2 separate regions of the Hordeum vulgare genome follow, and region 1 is linked to region 2. The links are chromatin contacts, called in public Hi-C maps. All regions are on one chromosome and are shown on one strand. The core of a region is the stretch at or near the end of the contact, and the rest is flanking DNA. Distances in the headings are between cores, read along the strand shown. Region 1 has its middle 180 kb from the start of LOC123395880. Region 2 has its middle 140 kb from the start of LOC123399074.

The links. A called contact is a pair of places that touch in the nucleus more often than the background predicts.
Region 1: a Hi-C map of leaf shows a contact between it and region 2, with 6 times the contacts expected there. The contact joins two enhancer-like sites. A contact is called at or near these places in 3 of 6 Hi-C or Micro-C datasets (leaf and seedling).

The regions. Positions count from the first base shown.
Region 1 is chr5H:15,966,830-15,973,702 of MorexV3_pseudomolecules_assembly, forward strand. No RefSeq gene overlaps it. Among protein-coding and RNA genes, the nearest start is that of LOC123395880, 180 kb to the left of the region's middle. Within about 2 kb of position 3,387, at least 3 of the 3 cell types and tissues checked have open chromatin away from gene starts, as enhancers often do. A contact at or near this core is called in leaf and seedling, where this site is marked.
Region 2 is chr5H:15,415,317-15,422,105 of MorexV3_pseudomolecules_assembly, forward strand. No RefSeq gene overlaps it. Among protein-coding and RNA genes, the nearest start is that of LOC123399074, 140 kb to the left of the region's middle. Within about 2 kb of position 5,130, at least 2 of the 3 cell types and tissues checked have open chromatin away from gene starts, as enhancers often do. A contact at or near this core is called in leaf and seedling, where this site is marked.

The DNA of each region.
Region 1 (6,873 bases), core at 2,137-4,636, 550 kb after region 2:
AGACTTTTCTAATACTCATTTCTTTATCAAGGGTTAGACCAGGCTTGGATAGTCACTTTTTTATCGAGGACTAGGTTAGGCTTATGTGTAACCAAATAAAAATCCTAATAGTCATACTTAAAAGACCGTATGCATTCATATTTTGTGCAGAGAACGAGGAAGTGAAATTATCCATCCAATTTTATGAATAATTACACTTTGGGTTTGCGGCTCCCTCGCCCACAGCGGGAGGGAGCTCCGCCGCCGCCGCCGCCGCCTGATCTCCCGCCTCCGACCGCCTCCTTCGCAACAGAGACTAGATCCAAAACCATTTCCTCACCCTCTTCCCATCCATCCCGAAGTCCAACGCTCTCGGGCGACTCAGGGGTGACCCCTCTCCCACCGTCGGCATAGCCATCTCCTCTCCCTCCCTTCCTCGCCGCCGCATTAGGCTGGCGTCGGGCTAGCCCATGCCGCAGCCGTGGACCGTAGCGGCGGGGCCCTTGATACCCCGCCTTGAGCTGGAGAGCGATGAGATCTGGGGAGGCGGCCCTTTCGACGATGCTCCTCCGTGATGCGCTGAGCGACGGGGCTAGCGTGGTGCGAGTAGTCTGGTCAGACGACCGACGGATCGTCGATGGACCAGGGCCTGGCATGGCTGCTCTGGCGGCCGGCGGCGCCTGATCTGACCGTTGTCCTCCGGCCCTGATCGGTGTGCTTCCCTCCTGCGGGTTCCTCGCGGTGCCGGCGTGTCCTGTCGGGACCCGGGCCAATGGCCGCGGGTGAAGCCGGTGGAGGAGATCCAGATTGGGGGAAACCCCTTGGTCGGTCCCGGCCGGCCGCACATACGACGATGCTCAAGGGCGATTTTCTTCTTGGAGATGTTGGTCTTCCTCTGCTCCTCCACTTCCCCCCTACCTGCCTCTCGGGTGAAAACCTGAACTTCGGTGGGCGGTAGCAAAGTCTTTGACGTCATGACCTTCCTGAAGGAGTCACCTTGAGGGCTGAGTGATGGTGGGCACTGTGTGAATCCTTGACGGTTGCTGGTGGTGGGCACTGCTTCGGGGGAAACCCTAAGATCTGGCCTTTCAGATCGGACGTTGGCGGTACTGCGGTGTCGTTTCTCTATTGGGAGCATCTTTTATGGAGAAGCGCTCGATCACAGATGGAGGAGGTTGAACGGTTTCGTCTTGCACGAAGCTTTTGCGGAGCCGTCAAGTCATGCCTGGCCGACAGATGATACGCCGAGTCATGCCTGGTTGGCAGGTGTTACGCATGACATTTCTTCTAGAGTTCCGCCTCTGGACGAATGAGCGCATGGCATTGGCGCCGTGGTGGTGTCGACGAATGTCCGGACTAGCAAGGATGATGCGGATCTCTCTCCTGAAGATGAGTCAATGGTCCAATGATGATGGCTTCTAAAACATGTGCAATGGTGTGCGTTTTAGGTCTGCTGCATCAGTTGTTGGTCCCGATACGTTATGCGGATGGATTGGTGACGACACCGATTTTAAATATGAAAAGTGAAAGCATTCCACGTTATCGGGTTTATAGGTTTGAGTGGTGGTTTCACATGGATTGATGTATATTTTTGTTAAATCATTATGAAATAATTAATAAATATAGTTGATGCAGAGGCCGGGGGTTTAACCTCCTTTTCCAAAAAAAAATCCCGCACTTGTTTTGAACAACAAGCCCAAGTCTAGAGGTTGGGATATTTAGAGATCATAGCCATACTGCTACGATTATTATCTTTGTGACGATCCTATGAAATTACTTCACGTGTTAGTTCAATTGTGTTTAACATTCTTGCTTTGTTCTGCTATCAAACTCTCTTCGAAAAGCAACAAATGTACTGGTACGACTATCTTGGCCGAGAGGCCAATGACAGGGACACATCCATGCGTGTGTCGAGCAAACCACGCATGCATGCATGCATTTTGTTGTGATCGAGCTTGGGCGGGGACCCTGCGGCGGACGGCCGGCCTGCCGGCCGGTCCCGCGCGCCAACGAACGACGGACCGTCCGCCGTCTGTCCGTCCGGCCGATCAGACGTACGCCGGCGCCCGCGCGCGCACATGGAGTCACATGGACGCTATCTGCAACCACCTCAGCGTCGGCCGGTCGACCTCGACCATCGACCTCCATGTCCATCTCATGCATGGATGAAGATGGAAGATCGTGGCAACCTGCACATCTCACGCACATGTACGTGCATGACTACAAGTCCCCATTAATTATCGATCGACATCGACTGCCTGACTACTCAGCTGGTCTATTACACACGTACGACCCTCCTGCCGCCATCATTTGAGCGGCAAATCGCCGCGCGCTAATGATCTTCTAATCATATGATCACTTTTATAATCATATCATGGGCATCATGATTGCCCTCCAGAAGATTCCTCTGTGTAAAATGCACACCTGAATTATTGATCGTACATTCCAAACGCTAACCTTGCTATCCTGATATTTGCTTGTTTATATTCATTTATTAATAACAGTTTAAGTGTGCATCATTTGCAGCAGATCATGCATGTGGCAAGTGGCCCACGGAGCTACCTCAGTCTGGTCTGGTCCCTGCATATAGTTCAATCTCTCTCACGCGTACGTACATCGCAAATTGGGCATATTGGGCCTACCGAAATCAAGGTTTTTGGAATCTTTCTCCCTTCATCAGATGGAGTACCAACCTTTGGTCTCTGGTACCGGAAAAAACTACCAACTGCCACACAGAGTAGAGAGTACCTACCGGCTACCGGTCCGATCTCACCTGCAGCCTGCCGCTTCTTTAATTGCAGTATCATGCACTGACCGGTACCATCATTATGGAAACTGTTGCCTCTGATGTTTACATGTGAGACCATGAAGAGCATGTCAGAGGAACGCCACTGGTACTAATTATATAGCTAAAACCCATTGGCTGATTGGAGAAATACCAGATATATGTTGATGCCGTCGTTTTTCAATTGCCAAGTAGGATATACATAATGCATGGAAAGACAGGTACTCTCTCCGGCCGGAAATTACTTGTTGCATAAATAGATAAAAATAAATATATCTAGAACTAAAAATATCTAGATAAATCCATTCTTATGACAAGTATTTTCAAACGGAAATATATAATACTCCCTCTGTAAACTACTATAAAAGCATTTAGAATACTACTTTAGTAATCTAATTAAACACTCTTATATTAATTTACAGAGGGTGTAGTATGTATGCACACATGGATGAGCTAATACAGTGATACTGGACAAAATCAAAGTTGACTCATCACCAACCGAAGAAGGAGAAGGACAAGAACATGCACACATGCGTACACTTGCATATCTGTGGTACTATACACAGTAGATAAACCTCACAACTTGCAAGAAATTAATACATGGAGTCACTAGCTACCATTGCAAGTTGCAAGATTTTTCCTTTCCTAATACCCTCAGGTCCGATTAAGAAAATGATTTTGGTGGATATACACTGCAAGCTAGTCTGCATCCACCGGCCCACACGTACGCTGAACAGTTCTACCAGATCGACCGAAGCCAGCCCATGAGGTGCGGGTCCAAGCCATATGATGATGCATGTCGTTCCTCCCTAGATATTTCTTATGGTGATGCATGCGTGCATGCAATTTCTATATACCTCCATCAACGAAAGAGTTTTTACTTGTACATCGTACTCCCTTCGTTTTTAAATACTTTTTTATTTTTTTACTATAAACTACATATGAATGTATATAAATATATTTTATAATATAGATTTACTAATTTTATCGGGTCAATAATTTCTTAATGAACTCTCTCATTCCATTCTTTTAATTCACTATTCTCCTTAATTTTGAGCTCTCCTATTTGATTAAGGTATTTAATTTATTTGGTTCATATTTTGACGGTGTCAATGATTATTTTTAACAAATAACATCGACCAACTTATAGAAACATATCAATCTCACGCACCACCGCACCACATAGAAAAAAGAAGTGGAAACATGAAGCCATTGATGTAGAAAATTTCACCACATAGGTATGGATTGTTTAGCTGATAACCCAGAATCACACCGTGCAAAGCCCCATAACACCGCATTATAAATAAATGTAAAAAACACTCCCTCATCTTCCGAACTCGCCAAACCAAATACCCAATCGGTTCAAAAATATAAATCATATTTGTTTTTCAAAAGAGGAATTTCTTTAACTTGCACTAAATCCATTTCGTGATGAAGCCAATGACATTGATTTGACATTTTTTTACAAATTTGGTGAAACTTAGAGGTTTGCCTTTTCAAAAAAAACAAATGCACCTAATATTTTCAAATAGGGAGAGTAATTTTCTTATGAAAATTCAATAGCACCAACGGCGCAGCAAAGCGCGTCCAATTCTTCTAGTTTGTGCGTACCATGTTTAAAAAGTATCGGTTACGTATTAGTGCAGGATATGATTGATTTGTTCGACACGTTTCAACCGGTAATCATCCATGGAGATGATCAAATCAACCATGCACAGTCAGCGACTGGATCGAGGGGTACCTGCAGCCATTGCTCCTACGCCTCTACTGGTGGAGTTTATACTTTTCACCGTCTAAAACGGGTGAGAGAGAGAGAGAGAGAAAGAGGCAGATGGTTGGAAAGGCGTGTTTCTCCTGGTTGAAAAGGCGTTGGCCCGTCGGTACGTGGTCTCCGTCGTAAGCGTATGCGTCACTCACTCACTCACTCAAAAGCGCATGCATGCATATGTTGCGTGGTTTAGTCACCGGTGAATATTTGGAGACCCGTCGGTCAATGCATGTGCTTGATTACAGACACGGTCGGTTAGTTGGGGCCCGCACGACGGACGGCGACGCCCGACCAGCCACCGGCCGCAAACGCGCGGGTATACGACGTACGTACGTACCCTTGAACCGTGGAGGGGCATGCATGCATGGTGCATGTACTCGTACGTCCACGTAGATCACTAACCTCGGCCGGCCCTTGGCATGATGCATGTCGGATGCATGGCTCGGCGTCGGCGCACGTGATTAGTAAGCCTATACGTACGCGCGGCTGGTCCGGGAACGGCGCGCGGTCGGCCGCCGACGAAGGTACGTACTTCTCCGGCTGCCGGCCGCCGGCCCACGTCAATCGACGTGCGTATGTGCATGCGTAGGATCCACAGTTCACGCATGCATGTTGCTCATTTTTTTAGCTACATTTTCTACGGTCAAATGCAACTTCAGTGCGTTCTTTTGTGGTGAGTAGTTCCGACCAAGCCAAGTAGAATTGAACCAGCACGGTCCACGGCCGTACCACAAGCCAATATTCCTAGGCATGATAGCTTGCATGACAATCTAAAATTGTCCACATTATATTCCCCCTGGATAACAAGGCCAACTTGAGCAGGTGCGTAGTCTCATAGTGCTTGGTCAGTTTTGACTTGCCTGTGTTGAACCTTGCACACCAAGTATCATCCGTTCTACCGAATACCTACATAATGACTTTGACATACATGCTATATGTAAGTTGGAGTATCATTTCAGCTAGAGAGGGCAAAGTGTGACAGGACTCCGTAACTTCATTCTAGTATAAATGGCTGATGAGTACTGTCTGAGCCAACACTAAGATTGAACATGCATACATGTAGTCTCTTTTGTAATTAACTCCATATTTTATTGTATGGCTGGTCACTGTGTAAAGTATCATACACATTGCATAGTATCATCATAAAGATATCATTTATTAGCATACATGATATGTACTAGTACATCATTTAGTATGATATACTATAATATTATGATACTCAGCTTAATGTGTCATCTCAGCAAAAACGCCTAGTTTATATGGGTGAAGTCAGAGCTGCGGTGTTGCAAGGCGACACGGCGGCAAATATGTCGGACCATGGGCAGTTTGGAGCCTGTCGGAACCAGAAGAGCTACTTTTGTGATCGATTGTTTCGTCTGGCCAATAGGGTCCTCGTGCCTTGTTCATGACGGATCATCCATGCCAAAATTCAAGTACCTTACTCAAGGAGACGCCATGAGTGATGACGATGGCATTGCAGGCAACATCAATGGTGTCCTCTCTTCAATGGTGGGTGGGGGTCTTGTGGGGGTTAGGTCGGTCGTGGCGCCCTTCTTTCTAGGCATGGTGCAACTGTTTTTGTTCGGGTTTTTTGCAAACTAAGTAGCTAATCTCTTCTGCTTTTTGACCTATGGTACTCTTGTTCACCACTCTAATATTATTATTGTCGAGTAGTAACAAGAAGTTGTCGTTTTGTCAATTGCTTTAATTATTACTATTTTCTTTTTACCAGCCATGCATGAGCCACACTTCCCTTGACACGATGTTTGGTCATGTGAATAGGCCTCGGCATAAAACTGTCCAACTAAAAACTAAATGGAAACCGAAACCGAAAAGGCCGAACTTTCGGTTTTTTAGTTTGTACAGAAAAATTCGGTTAGCTGGGCTACTAACCGAACCAAATTCGGTTGGTAAGTATACTTTTATTTACTTAAAAAGCTGGTTTTAGAGAAGTGATGTCAATTGCATGTCCAAGTTTCAATATGCCTTCTAGAAGAACATGCATTGTGGATTTTGTGAATCTTTATTTTGAAGAGAGAGCAAAGCTAAAACCATTTTTCAAACAACCATGTCAAAGAGTGTGTCTCACTACTCATGGTTGGACTTCTCAAACACAAGATTATTATATGACTATCACAACACATTTATATTGATCATAAATGGAATTTTTACAAGATCATTAGTTTTTTCCTAGTAAAAGGTCATAAAGGAGATGATATTGGAAAAGCCTTAGAGCAATTCTTGATGGAGTGGAGAATAAATAAAGTTATGACAATAAATGTTGATAATGCTAGCGCGAATGATGGTGGTGTAGGTTACACACGAAAGAAAATGATCAAAA
Region 2 (6,789 bases), core at 3,880-6,379:
AGCAAATTTAGGTGTGGCAGCTGCCAAGGCATGACAGATTGCCTGTTTGTACGCACACACGGCTCTCAACAGAAGGTGGAACGCTTCGGGAACTTTGATAGAATGAATATTTATATAGAAGAGTTACCCACCAAAGGGGAACGGAAACTACAATGGAAAAACTATGACCAGTAATGGAGAACATTATAACTTTGAACCATCAAAATATGTGGTGCACACGTTCGTCTATTTTCAACAACTAGTGTCAGAAATTCCAACTTCACATCATGCGACCATTGAGAAGCTCATTTTGCTTATAATTAGTAACTTTTGCCAAGGGAACCATTGTGTGAAAACTAGTTACTCCACTTGCTATATATCACTGCTTGACATTCATTATTAGTTTCTGGAAGCTCACACTCTCTCTAATTATTTTTCTTCTCTATAGTCTAGCGATGATGGATTCCTCGATGTTGACATTTCTCCTTCAATACGGGGTCGCAGTCCAGCTAGTTTAAGTACTCCGTGATGTTATCAACTGATCATTGTATATACAACAAGAGGCTCCAAAAAAGTGGAAGACCTAATTAACAATGCCCGCCCGGTTATCGTGGTGCATTACAAATCCTGAACTAAATGACGCACTCCGTGATGCCATTTCGGCCGGAGAGAGTGATTAGTTGTACACTTCCAATATAGTAGGAGACTTTATTGTCTGGTATCAACACGTATGCCAATGTTGTTCACTGAACACACGTACGTAGCGTGTTTTCCGTGCTCATGAGTATCGGCACCAACTTGTACAAGATCTGTCTATTATTTTATTTTATTTTTGTACGTAGCTCCAACAAAGCGGGGAACCGGCCATCCTTTGCCTGGCCGGAAGCGTTGGGGCGTCTAGACGCCGCGGCCAAGCAGGCCGTGGAAATTTCATCCCTACAAATATAAATAAATGATGTAGGTTGCCAATGGCAATGACATAGTGGGAAAGAAAAATAAATCGAGGATAACATTTTTAAATAGGTAAACGTTTACCACCCGCGCGCCGGCGAAAACCTTACGCCGGACGCACGTGGACGGTTGGATAAAAAAACGCTTCGGCGCTTTCTGGCGGCATATTAACATGGGTCCACCTGCAGTTTTTCTTCCTGTTCCTCCATCCTCCCTCACCACTCCTCTTTTTGTTGTGTTCGTTGTGCCGTCGATGAGGGCCACCCCACCTCTCCCTTTCCCTCTCCCAGAAGATAGATGGCAGCGAGGTTGCTGGCAAGAGTTTGCATCGCGGGCGAGGTTGCGAAGCCGAAGCTGCAAGTTCATGCGTCAAAGCTACAACCCTCCTGAAAAAGCTACAACCAGCATCGCTTTTTTGCAACCGGCGACGAAAAAAGCTTCAAACCGGCGATAAGAAATACTACAATCGGCATTATCGAAAGCTTCAACCAGAGACGAGGGGAATCAAGGGCCACCCATCACGCAAGACGCGAATGCTGCAACCGGTGATGAAAAAAGTTTCAACCGGCTAGGAAAAAAGCTTCAACCGACGATATAAAAAGCTTCAACCGGCGACAGCGAAACACAAAAAGCTACAATCGTTGACACAAAAGCTTCAATCATATGTTTGAAAAGCTTCAACCACAGACCAACGAGGAAAGCCTGTCACTTTTTCTACAACTAGCAAAAAGCTTCAAGCGACATATAAAAAGCTTCAACCGTTGTGGAAAAAGCTTCAACCATTGATGGAAAAAGCTTCAACCGTTGATGGAAAAAGCTTCAACCGTTGATGGAAAAAGCTTCAACTCGTGAAAATAGCTTCAACCACCGTGAATAAAGCTTCAACCGATACAGCATACCGACGATGATGGGAGCGGTGACACCGGGGAGCTGCGGACCGACGGCATGGCGGTGCTACATCTCAGAGGGGAAAACGCTTCAAGCGACACATGGAGTTGCAACCCGGAGGGCACAACTATTGCATGGGGGTAGAGCTGGGGATGAGGGGCGGCGGCCGGCAATGCGGACGACCAACGAGGTGCGGGCGGTGGCCGGCGATGCGGACGGCCAACGAGGGTGCCGACCGGCGAGGACATCTGCCGAGGGCGCCGACCAGCGACAAGGATGTTGTAGTCGTGCTTCAAGCGCGGGGCAGGGGTGTCGGCGGTGCTCGGGGCGTTGACTCGCGAGGGGGGGACGAAACGGTAAACAAATCTGACAGTCTTTAACCGTTGTATCAAACGGTTGGGGTCCGACCGGCAAAAGCTAGCGCCGGTCCGCTAGCGCCTAGCACTGCCCTTTTGAATATTCACCGGTGTAAAAAGGAGGCACCGAAAAGCCCTCGGGTAGGTGCCCCCACATGGTAGCCCCCATGGGCTACGTGGATGACGCTAGTCAGCCCGAATCAAAATACTCCCTCCACCCCGGTATATCAGTTATCTTAGTTTATGCACCATAACCAAGATGAAGATAAAAACTAGAGAAATCAATGCTAATCTATTAATTAATACCAGGAAGCTCACAAAGGGGCATCTGCAACCTGACATGAAAGCCACATGTTTGTCGGGAGAGGCGCATGGTCAGCTAGGAGAGACACATTATCGAAGAAAAAGATAGGTCAACGGTCTCTTCAAAAGTATTTAACAAATTTAGCCGTGTAAATATGTGGGCTGCCTAATACATCTCGGTGCTTTGTTAGGTTGAACTGATCGATTCCGTTCATCGGGTTTGAAAGAAATTTGATTGGTTAGAATGTGGACTGATTGATTCTCTAGAAAATAAAAGTGAAAACCTTGGTGGACCAAAATTTCATTGGTTCTTATCTTTTACCAAACAAACCGAAGAGCTGGAGAGGACGAGTCGGTGAAGAATTTGCCGCCAGGATATCTCAAGAGAGGCGGTGACACAACACATGTGTTGACCGGGAAAATCATAGCAGAGGAGTCGGCGGAACGAGGGACATCAACCTTTTGGTTTGCTGGTTGCTAGAGAAGTAGGATGGCGAGAAACAATGGAGAGGTGTGCAAGGTCGGGAGGTTGGTGTAGCATTTGTTGGGTTCCATACTGTTATCAGATGCTATTGGTCCTGCGGATTGTAATTACTTTTGATTATTTTGCGTGCTTGACGACAAGAACTGAATTTTCAAGCTAAATTTGGTTTTCTAGAATCGATGATCAAATTAGTTAACAAACTGATTCTTGTGGTTCAGAAGTTCTGTATCTGGTTAATATGGCCAATCCTACCACCCGACTTCTTTTGAGTAAACCATGTAATGACTAAACATATACACCCTTTCTCACACCACGTAAGGACAAGCAGACTCTTGATCCATGGACTCTCTTAGAGAGTCTATAAGCGCATTGCCTCAAACAATCCCTCATACATCCACGAACAGGCCCGATCAGCGGTCAAATAAAAGAGAGAAGAAAAAAGCAACTCAACCGGACATTTCATATCATCCCTAATGTCAACCCTCATATGCATCTCAATTATAGGAAGGATATGAGGGCTCATGGACACGTCCGAGCACGCCCGGTCATTCCACCACATAAGACGAGACCCACCCCGAATCACTTTTCCTTTTTCTTTATTCATTCTTTTCTTCCTCTTTCTTCCTCTCCATCAATCATATATAAATGATGGGGCATATAAGGAAAAAAAATAAAGAACGTGGCTGTGCACATGAACAAATGGGGATATGCTAGGAAGTCATACTTGCTATGTCCGGCGGCTATAGATGATTTTCTCTTGTGAAGTTTACGGCATCGATATATTCAGAGACGCCACCCCACGCCAGTGGCTAGACCCTTTCGCTGTCTCGTCTCCATATCCATATACATAAATCATAGCACATAAAATAAAAGTGAAATTATATATGCACATACGTGGCATATAGCAGGGCCGGGTGGTACCCGGGGGAGGTGGTGTGCCCTTGGAGGAAGGCAAGGCTGCATGGGCGCTGCCTGCTTGGCTTCAGGTGTAGGCCGGATGCATCAACGTGGCAGCTCCAGCCACGCGCACGCCCACACAGACACCTACCTACCTACCTGTCTGCCTGAAGAATCTACTGTCACTGACTTCTCTGCACTATTTTATCAACAATGTTAGACACGTCACTCCCGGTTTAGTTAACTATAAGCTTATAGACAACTAATTAGAGTACATCCATCTATCACCTAGCCATATATATAGCTTACATCTCGTCACTGTGATGCCGGGGATACTTTATGCTTCTCAAGGAAAATGCGACGTGCTAGTTTATTCATCACCACGTACGACTGATCATCGATCGCCTATAAAGCGGGAACCAATATATGCATTTGTTAAGATGGCAACGAATATATATAAAGAAGTACCGAATTTGGTACTAGCGTGACTACAAATGTGTGACCACGCTGGACACACATGCAATTCTATTTCGTTTGTAATCTAGCGTGCGTTCCATGCATCCAACATCTTGCAATGCCATGGCGCCACCTCGCATGTCTATGAATTAAGTATGGTATATAAGTTCTCGTATTCTTTTAGCTGGCCGTGTCCCAAATCGGCCTGCGTAATTCCTGCTTGATTGCATCACTGCATGCGTCTTTCTCCTATATATGTTGCAGAAAACGAATTAAGTGGTCATGCATGCATGCCACGCTTCTCTCTTTCGTCTTTGTCTATCCATCCGTCTATATGTGCCATGCAGGTATGGGGTTTATCCTCAACGGCAGCTAGCTAGTTAACGCTCACAATAAACTTGGCAATCTAGAGTGAGATGCCCCAAGGTGGCAACCCATGAGCATCTTTGTGGACCAAAATAATCTTTTCTTTTACTAGTTGTGCTCGGAAATAATCATTCCACATTGACCGGGTCGGGTTTACTTGGGTCAACTCTTTCGCCTCGCTAGTCGCTATCATCATCACACAACTAATTATGAATTGCAGGTTATCACTAATAAAAAATACAGTTATCACTAATCATTTATATTATATTTGTCCGTTGCTGTCCATGTCACTTCTACCGATCGAACACCAATGCATCAATCAGTCACTGTCCTCCCCTAGTTTTTGTTTTCCTTTGAATTAATCTCTCTTGTTTCTTCTGGACAATGGGACGTTGATCGTTTTCCTTGTTTTATTCTTGCGTGGTGCATGTGTACGTGCCAGCTTCTGTAGCTAGCTTGCATGTGTGTGCAAATTAAGCACAGTGAGTGTGGTAGCCAGTTGCTCTGGCTAGCTAGCTAGTTGCATGCGTACACTTGAAGTGCCGTAGACGACAGGTCAGAGGTTGCGCCACTCGATCCTTCAGGTCGACCTCGCCAAATACAATATATGTTTTTGTATATATATACACATCTACGTGCCGTGCGTATATATGTACGTATTGCAGATGTGCCGGTGACGCGTCTAGCTACATGCTCAGTGAAGGAGCGCTCGTATGTCTACGTGCAAGCCAAAGTAGGAATGATGGTTCTTTCCTTTTCAGTTTCTATATGCTTCCTCCGGTTTTATATACAAGACACTTTGTTTTTCGGGTTAAACTTTGATTTATAATTTTTGTCAGCAAAATACTGCAGGTCATATGTCATCAATTTTTTTTATCAAAAAGTTCTTTGAAATGTGCATCCAGTGTCATACTTCTTATGACATATGGCTCACATTTTGTTGGTAAAATTAATGGTTAAAGTTCGACATAAAAATATGAAGTGACCTTTTACTAGTAAATGGAGGGACTACTATGGTTACATATTAATTAGTAGGGTTAATTTGATCACCATGTATTAAAAAGTAAGCATTATATTAGTCTTTGGTTGCACCAGGTGTATATATATGGCTTGATTGGCTTGGTTAACTTGTGTGGACTCTACACTAACCATTATCGATCTTTTTCCAAATTTGGAACCATAGTGTGTTATCTACTTCATCTATCCATAAGTGTTGGATCAACTAGGATGAGTGTAGCCGGAGAGCCAAGCATTCTTGGGTTGACTCTGGATGATGATAAAGGCGGTTTGTACCATTGTCCACCAGGAACCAATCACCACGTTGAAATCATATGTGTTCTATTAAAGTGGTTTATCCTCCTAGTGATTGGAGACGTACCTATGATGCATGTGATAATTTTGTAAATATTGAGGCTCGGTGGTTTCGGTTTGTGAGTAGTGTTATGCGAGCATAGGTGGATGTTGTCTGAATGTACCTTGCACTGGTCATTTCTCAAAATATTAAGTTGGGTGTAGTCATGTGGTACTAGAGCTGCGACAATTAATTCAGATCAAAGAGAGCTACTAGTTTAGATCATACTAAGTCCATGGGATCAAACCCCTTTAACAACAAAATGGTACCCTGGGAATTGGCTGAACTTTACTTTCATGATGTTCAATTATTTCGAACATGGATATTTGGATGAATAATATATACAAAATAAAACTAAAACCACATATGGTTAATTATATTTTATTAATAAGCTGGGATTTTTTCCATGCATATTTACATGTTTAGGTGGCATAGTCCGCATGTTGGGAGAAATAATTCAGTGGGACTAGCTATTTAGATATAGAAAGCGCATTACCCTTCTAATATTATAACTAATCAGGAGTTAATAGCAAAAAAGCTGGATTGTGCATGTTCACTGTTTAGCATTTTATCAACAAGTGGATCGGAATTGACCAGATGTCGATCGACCATCCGAAGTGGAACATGCGGGCAGCATGGCACGAGGGTCTTGTTGGTGGGTTGACATTTTCCCAATTGTCACTGTCATTATCCACTGAGATTACCAGCTAGAGGAATGTGCTTTGTTAGCAACCAGGGTCAACCGGTCATGTGGCAGT